Linked DNA regions of Mus musculus: region 1 is linked to region 2. The links are chromatin contacts, called in public promoter capture Hi-C maps. All regions are on one chromosome and are shown on one strand. Each heading gives the region's core, a stretch centred on a gene start, on an enhancer-like site or on the middle of the called end of the contact. The rest is flanking DNA. Distances are from core to core; before and after follow the strand shown. Region 1 holds the start of Unc80 (unc-80, NALCN activator). Region 2 holds the start of D630023F18Rik (RIKEN cDNA D630023F18 gene).

The links. Promoter capture Hi-C pulls out the DNA fragments that hold promoters and counts their contacts.
Region 1: a promoter capture Hi-C map of hippocampal neurons shows a contact between it and region 2, with 3 times the contacts expected there. The contact joins the promoter of Unc80 here to the promoter of D630023F18Rik in region 2.

Annotation. Positions count from the first base shown.
Region 1 is chr1:66,465,829-66,469,517 of GRCm38.p6, reverse strand. It overlaps Unc80 (unc-80, NALCN activator), which reads right to left and starts at 1,584. Exons shown (of 65, transcript NM_001368824.1): 1 at 980-1,584; 2 at 6-54. The coding sequence starts at 1,071.
Region 2 is chr1:65,120,978-65,124,697 of GRCm38.p6, reverse strand. It overlaps D630023F18Rik (RIKEN cDNA D630023F18 gene), which reads left to right and starts at 1,484. Exons shown (of 8, transcript NM_001285882.1): 1 at 1,484-1,645; 2 at 3,260-3,341. The coding sequence starts at 1,605.

The DNA of each region.
Region 1 (3,689 bases), core at 335-2,834, 1.3 Mb before region 2:
CATACCACACAAGAGGCTTCATATTGCTTCCCCAGTTTAGGCCTCAAAAATGCACTGAAAAATTAGTAAAGGTTTTTGTTATAAACATGAGCAAAACTATTTTTAAGGCATCTCTATGACATATTTTTCAATGACTAGGGCATGGCGGTATGAAACTCAGACTTCATGCTTCTGTATCGCTTGTTGATGAGCAGATATTGGATAGCTGACAACATTTGCTATTACACATTAATTACACACACGAAAAAGACTTTGCTCTTCATAATTTCCCATGCCGCTCTTATTTTGAAGACTTTTTTCTTAACTATTAAAATTCTAAATCGTCCATGGTCAGAATTGGTGCATTCCCCGTGCATGCAGTTATCTTTCAAACTGAAAAATGAGCTCGGATGTGGGTCATAATTCCCAGCGTCTTATTTTTATATGTACTCAATTTCTAAAATAACGAGAAAGCCCTTTACTGTTTATTGGCCGGGGTGTCAGGCCTGGCCAGGTGAAAGAAATCTATCAAAAATCATTTTGCCCAGGGGCTTTAACCATGAAGACGAGGCTGGCTGTATCCAAGCAAACATGGTTAACAAGTGGGCACAGCAGACATGCCAAACAAGCTAGAAAACAACAGGTCACCAGGCAAGGATTACAGCAGGAGATGGAGGGGGAATTGGAGGCGCAAGCTGGTTCAGTCCCAATTACCTTCCTAGCTCCCCGCCCCCTCTGCCCAGGCTCTCTGCCCTCCCATCCCTACCTCCTCAATAATGTATATATTTATTAGAAAACTGACAATCTGCTTGTTGTCAAACTTCAGTGAGATCTATCTATATTTTTTCATGCGTGCTTTTAAGTGGGTGCAGAGGGCTGTCTTTCCACCCTAGAGACGTTGCTAGCTGCAGGCTGCGGCACGGCCTCAGTGGCGGGGTTGGTTGCGGTGGCGACGACCCGGCGACCCCCCGAGCGCCACCTCTTGCCCCGCGCCCCTCACCTGGTTTGCCGCCACAGGAAGGTCTGGATGGGCAGAGGGATGCCGCGGCCGCCGTCCTGCTCCTGGCCCTCGGAGCTCTTCCTCTTCACCATGATGGTGGCTCCCGGGAGTCCTACCGCAGAACCCAGCGCGGGTTCCTCGCCGGCCGCCGCCGCCTCCTCGTCGCGCTGCTCCCCCCAGCTCTCATCCCCTCCTTCCCCGAGGCAGAGGCGGCTCTCCTCGCCGCCGGCCCCCGGCTCTCGCCCCTTCCCCCAGCCCTCCCCGCGCGCGGAACATGGCTGATGGAGGAGGGGAGGGCCGGAGGAGCGGCGCGGCGCGGAGGGGGGCGCTCGGAGCAGACGGCCGGCCCGCCGCCCCCGCGCCCTGCTTTCAGCACCTCCCACTGTGGACAGCGGCCCGCGCGGGGCAGCCCAGCCGCGGAGCAGAGCCGGGGGCCGGGGCTGCAGCTGCGGGGTGGCCGCGGGAGTCCACGCTCCGCATGGCACGGGCACGCCGGTCCCCCACGCGGCCTCTTCGGCACCCAGGGTTCTGCTTGCTCCTCTCGGAGTGCACCCCAGCAGTGTCCCCTGTCCTGCTTCCCAACCTCTGCGTCCGAAGGAAGGACTGTCGACCTCTGGGGAGGAGGAGCTTTGGAGAGCCGCAGAGCTCTGGCATCATTCGCACCTCTTGCAAAGAGGTCAGCAGTCCATCTCGGGTTTAGCAAGAAGGCAGGGGGGAATTGCTAGAAAATGAAATCAGGGCAGGAGGCTGGCTTGGCAAGTGGGAGGAAACTGAGAAGTTTTCCTATGTGAGAATTTGTTTTTACTGATAACTGCGAAGAAGTCTCCCGGGCTTGATTTACTAAAGCAGGGTGGGACAAACTACCCAGCTGTGGGTTTCCGCTAGTTGCAAACTGGGAGGCAACGTTTGAATCACACGAAGCATTATTTTTATAGGTCGTTAAATGCACTTTGGTGATCTTGTTCTCACTGCTGCCATGTTCCTTCCGTGTATAAACGTCCGCGTAATTTATAGCTGTATTCCTTTAACAAGTATTATCTAACATTGAGGCAAGTGGGGGTGAGGTGAGGTTGGATGACGCAGCCCGACTTCAAAACCAATGCTGTAGACTTATCTATTTGCAAACATTCAAAACAAAAGAAAACAAACAACATACAACAACAACAAAACATAGCAAACATGTTATTTAAACGGAGATGAGTGTACAACTTGAAATGACAAGTCAGATCTTCGGCCTTTATCTTAGGAGCTAGGACATGACATCCTCTGTTAACAACTCGCATAACCCACATGGAGAAAACTATGATACATAGTGATCTTAAGGACCCAGAAATAAACTTTTTATTTACCTTCTTGAAGGTAAATAAGGATCTAAAAAATAAGTATTTTACTTTAGATAGTGTCTTGCTAGGGAGCCCAAGCTTCCCTCAAACAATCACCTACCTCCCATCTCATTTGTCCTAGTGCCAGGATTGGAGAGATGCACACCCAGCAAAATATAGATCTTAAAACATACTAAGATAGAAACCAGATAAAGTGTGTTTGATGGATATTTATTAAGTGTATTTATGCCAGGAACTGTATTTATGTTGATTCCTGTTCACAAAAGGCTCCCAGTGTTTAAGGGAAGACAGCCATATGCAGAGAAGAGTTTATAGCAAACATGAGCATAAGTTCAGTTGTGAGCAGACAAGGAAGAAGATACAGGCAGGTATCGGTTGTTGGAAAGGAACCTTCCTGCCAGTGAAATGAAATCGTGAAATGAAATCGTCCTTTCCTTTTTGTGTGGTTGATGTGAAAAGGGTAAACAGGGGAACTAGAAAAGTGTGCTTTGATAGCCCAAGTCAATGTCGTGATACAAAATTACAAGCTAGACATAATAGGACGTGATAGACAAGTGGGTATGGGGTGGGGGTGGGGGACCAGCAGAGGCAAAGTACTTAAGGTTTGAACTAGATGGTTTGGGCTCTAACCCACTGTGTGCTAGATATATACCCTTTGGAAAGAAAAAGCTTTGCCAAGGCCTCTAATGATGACAAGATGCTAATAGTCTATTGACTATTCTGCCATCAGAAAATACCAACCAAATCTTCAAGTTTTGACAATTAAATAGATAGTGATTTCGTTTAAAAAGAAGAAAAGAATATGCAAGGAAGGGCATGTGCCTGAGTATGTGGTGGTGACTGTGGGGATGTTAACAAGTTATTCTGGGTTCTTCATTGTAAATTCCAACGACCATCACGAGGAGTCAGCTACACAGGTACATGTGGACTTCAGACGACACAGTAGGAAGACCGATTTTGTGGTTTATATTATATAGAATGTCACTGAAACTTGATAGTAGATGAGATTCAGGTTAATATGCAGGAGATAAAAGATGAACTTGATTTGGAAATATAGGAGATATCAGCTTTAGTATATGATCAGAAAGGACACTGTCAAAAGGAGACAGCTTAGGCTAAAATAATGTCCACTAGTAGAATTCGAAAGAAGTCTCAAAGACTCCCATTCTTTTCTGTTCCCACATATTTTCTCCTAGAACCTCAATGAAACTCTACTTTGAATGATGCTATGAAATGGTTTATACAAACCTTCTGTGTTTAACAATATTAATAGGCTTTGTGTTTTAGATAAGTTTCAAGCTAATAATTAATAATAATAATAAAAAAGAACAGACACTGCCAAGTTCCCATATTCTCCTTTGCCCTCC
Region 2 (3,720 bases), core at 235-2,734:
CATGTGTGTGTGTTTGTGTATGTATGTATATATGTGTGTGAGAGTGAATATATGTATGTTTACATGTGTGTATATATGTGTATATGTGTGTGTGAAGAGTATATGTATTTATGTGTGTGTGCATATGTGTGTGTTTGTGAGAATATGTGTGTGTGAGTGTGTGTGTGTGTGTGTGTGTGTGTGTGTGTGTGTGTGTACAGGTGTAATCTTTACTAAGACAGCTACGGAACTATCACAAGTAGGAAAGAGACAGACTGAGAGTGATTTAAAACCAAAGCAAAACTGGTTCCCATGAGTGTAGAATGATCAATGCTTGGTCATTCTGAATTTGATGGCAGAGATACACAGCCTGGAGACCACAGCAAGAGTGGCAGTTAGCGTCTGAGCTGTCTGCTGGTAGACTTCCTTCTTGCTAGGAAAATGTCAACTCTTGTTCATTCAAGGCTTTCAACAAGTTAGGTAAGGCTACTCAAATCATGGAGGGACATATACTTTCCTTTAATGTATAGTTTAAAACGTAATGTTTACATGTTTATTTCATTTAAATGTTTCATCTCATCCAAAAAACAATTTTATAAAAACATCAGAATATCATTTGCCCAAATATTAATAATAGTAATTCAGCTACGATGATTCATCAAACTAGCCATCACAAAGTGCTCCAAATCTTTCTAAATTAATATAAATGATGCTGACAGATTTAGTTTATAGTCATATTTGTTGCTGAGTTCCTTCATTTATTAGTAACAATTTGTGTGTGCCATTTCAGACACATTTCAGCCTTTGATCCCATAACCTTGCCTTTGATTTCCAGTTCAAAATAAAGGATGGCACTGAAGGAAGACATTTGCCCCTATTGTGTGAACTGTCAAATGACCTCCCAGCTATGGGGATATGGATTAGTTCCATCATGAGCTGTTACTCTGTCGTGAACACACTGGGAGTCACCAAGTTGACCCCCACACAGGACACTTCCAATGCGTTCAGATCACAAGTCAACATGTTAGGGTGGTTCTGCCCAAAGAGCCTTGCCAATTGCTTCAGGAACCATCTCTGTTTTACAAGGTTGAGAACTGTGAGGCTGCACACACACTGAGTGTCAGAAAAACTTGAAAGAGGGCAAGTGAGACAGCTCAGCAGGTCAAACTACTTAAACTCAGACCTCAGGACCTGCGTTCTATCCCTGGATCCCACATGATATCCCTTGACCCTTGCCCTCTGACACTTGTCCTTCGACAGCCACACATGTGCCATGGTTCATGCACACCTACACTCATATGCACAGGCAAAAATAAGTTAGTTACTAAGCTTATTTTTTAATTAAAACTCGAAAGGAATGATATCTCAGATGGGCACAAGGTTCAGGGCTAGCCTCCAGATCACTTTCTGCCTAGAACTTGCTGGGTAAGAGGTCTGAATTCTGGATGGTCTTGGATCCCTTCCACAGCCTCAAACTCCATGACTGGTATTTGTAGCAACAGCATCCCTAATCCACATCCCCTCTGATTTGCTGCTGTAGTTTCTGGGCTTGCAGAAACTGCTCTTCCTAAAGGCTATCGGTGGATGTCAAGCTGCAGATACCTGCTCAGCCACAGCCTTCCGTCATGGAAAGGAGGCTTGTGAAGCAGGAGGTGAAAAGGCTGCTGTGAGTATTGCCGAGAATAACTTTCGTTTCTGAGCCTTGCGTTTGGAATGCTCTCACGGATGGTTCTTAGATTGGCAGGTGGACAGAAAGCTAAGGGGGGGGGGGTATCATCTCTCTGCTCTGCTTGGGGGGGGTATCTCTCTGCTCTGCTTGGGGGGGTATCTCTCTGCTCTGCTTGGGGGGGGGGCAGATGCTTTAGTCTCTGTCTCCTGCCACACAGGCACATGTGGTACAGGGCAGGATGCAGAATCTCTTGGCAAGATGCTTCTGCAGGAGAATGCATGTGCAAGACACCTCTTACAGCCTAGGGGGACAGGATACACCGCTGAAATGGGCAGCACTTACTGGCAAAAGGTATAAATCCCTAAATGTGCCTTAGGGCCCAGTATCTGACGCTTTTATTGCCAAGCTTAGCAAACAAATGATCCCTCTCTGTTGTTTTCTTGACTTCTGAACTTTCTTGACTAATAAAAAAAAAAAGATGAAGTTTCCCATACATTTTTTCCATCCCATTCAGTTTTCCTTTAACTGGATACTTTTCAAATGTTGATGAAAAAAATCACAGATCATACAACAGGAAGTCTTATTTTATTCTGTATACATTGTTGGCACAACATGAATATGTTTTTCATCAAAGATCTTATCATAGATACCATCGAATGTCCTTTGCCTATGAAAGTGAATGCTTTTACTAAATCTATAAGAAATTCTAGAATAAACACGTACAGAATTCATTCATGTTTATGCATGTGTGTTTGGATGCTAAGATAACAACAATAACAAAAAACAAACAGTAGTTTAAAAGGCAACACCAAAAAACACTAAGAATGCCAATTCTGACAAGTATGGTTGTGATGCCTTTAATCCTAGTCCTTGGGGGGGGGGGTGCAAAGGTTTGTGGATCTCTATGAATTGATGCTGATCTGGTCTACAGAATTCTGGAATAGCCATGACTCATAGAGACCCTATCTCAAAAAAAAAAAAAAAAAAAAAAAAAAAAAGAATGAATGGATAACATGTAAATAAGTGAGTAAGTAAGTAAATAAATGAATAAATGAGTGAATAAATATTTTCTTGCTGCACATGCTATCTTCTGTGTGTGTATGTTAGTGACTAATGCTAGTGTGTTCTGTGGGAAATTTTACAAAAAAATGTACGCTTTATTGTCATGGCCTGTTCTTAGAGTACAAATACCCGTAAGAGATGTGACTGCTTCTATCTCCTGAGTGTTTGGATTAAAGGTGTGCACCACCATGCCTGGCAGGAAATCTTTTATTTTATGCAATGGCTTTTAGCCCTCCTCTTGCAAAAATCTTTTCTGTATGTTGGCATTTTGAATCCTTCCTTTTTTTTTAAACTGTAAATTATTCTAACAATGTGTCTAATTTTAAGATAAATGTGATTTAAGTTCATTGTGATTAGATATTTTAAACCTGCAGCCTTTGGAGATCACTATGTAAGCCAAATTTGGATGTTAATAGCAACTAGGCCATGAGTGACTTCTGTTGCATTTTTGTCTTGGGGGTGTGCAGGGGCAGCAGGAAGAAAGCCTCTTTCTGAGGATGGAACCCTATGTCGCCCCCAAGAGTTTAATGCTGCTCTCTTGCTTTTCAGGGGAGAGTATATCGGAATCAGACTTCGGGAAAATGAATTTGATCCTAAAGGAAGAGGCCAACTCACCTTTCTAGATGATATGGTAAACCAAGTCACGCTGGTGCGATTCCCATTGCATTCTGTATGTAATAAGGGGAGAGGATAGGTATCAAATGTATATGTAACTGACATACACACACAAACACACAGACACACAGACACACAGACACACACACACATGCGTGAGCGCGTGCACATGCATGCATGCATACACACACCCTGTCCCCTTCCTAATGCTTTTCTCATCCTGTGGTTGTCTCTATGATCATCTTCACCCACTAAATAGGACACGAAATGAGAATGAGAAAATAAGCATAGTCAAGAAAAGATTTTAAAACCAACGACTGCAAGATAAAAAATTAATTCAAAATGGTAAGCCCTTGACAAAATTAGCAATAGTGTAGTTCTCAACTCTAAGCACT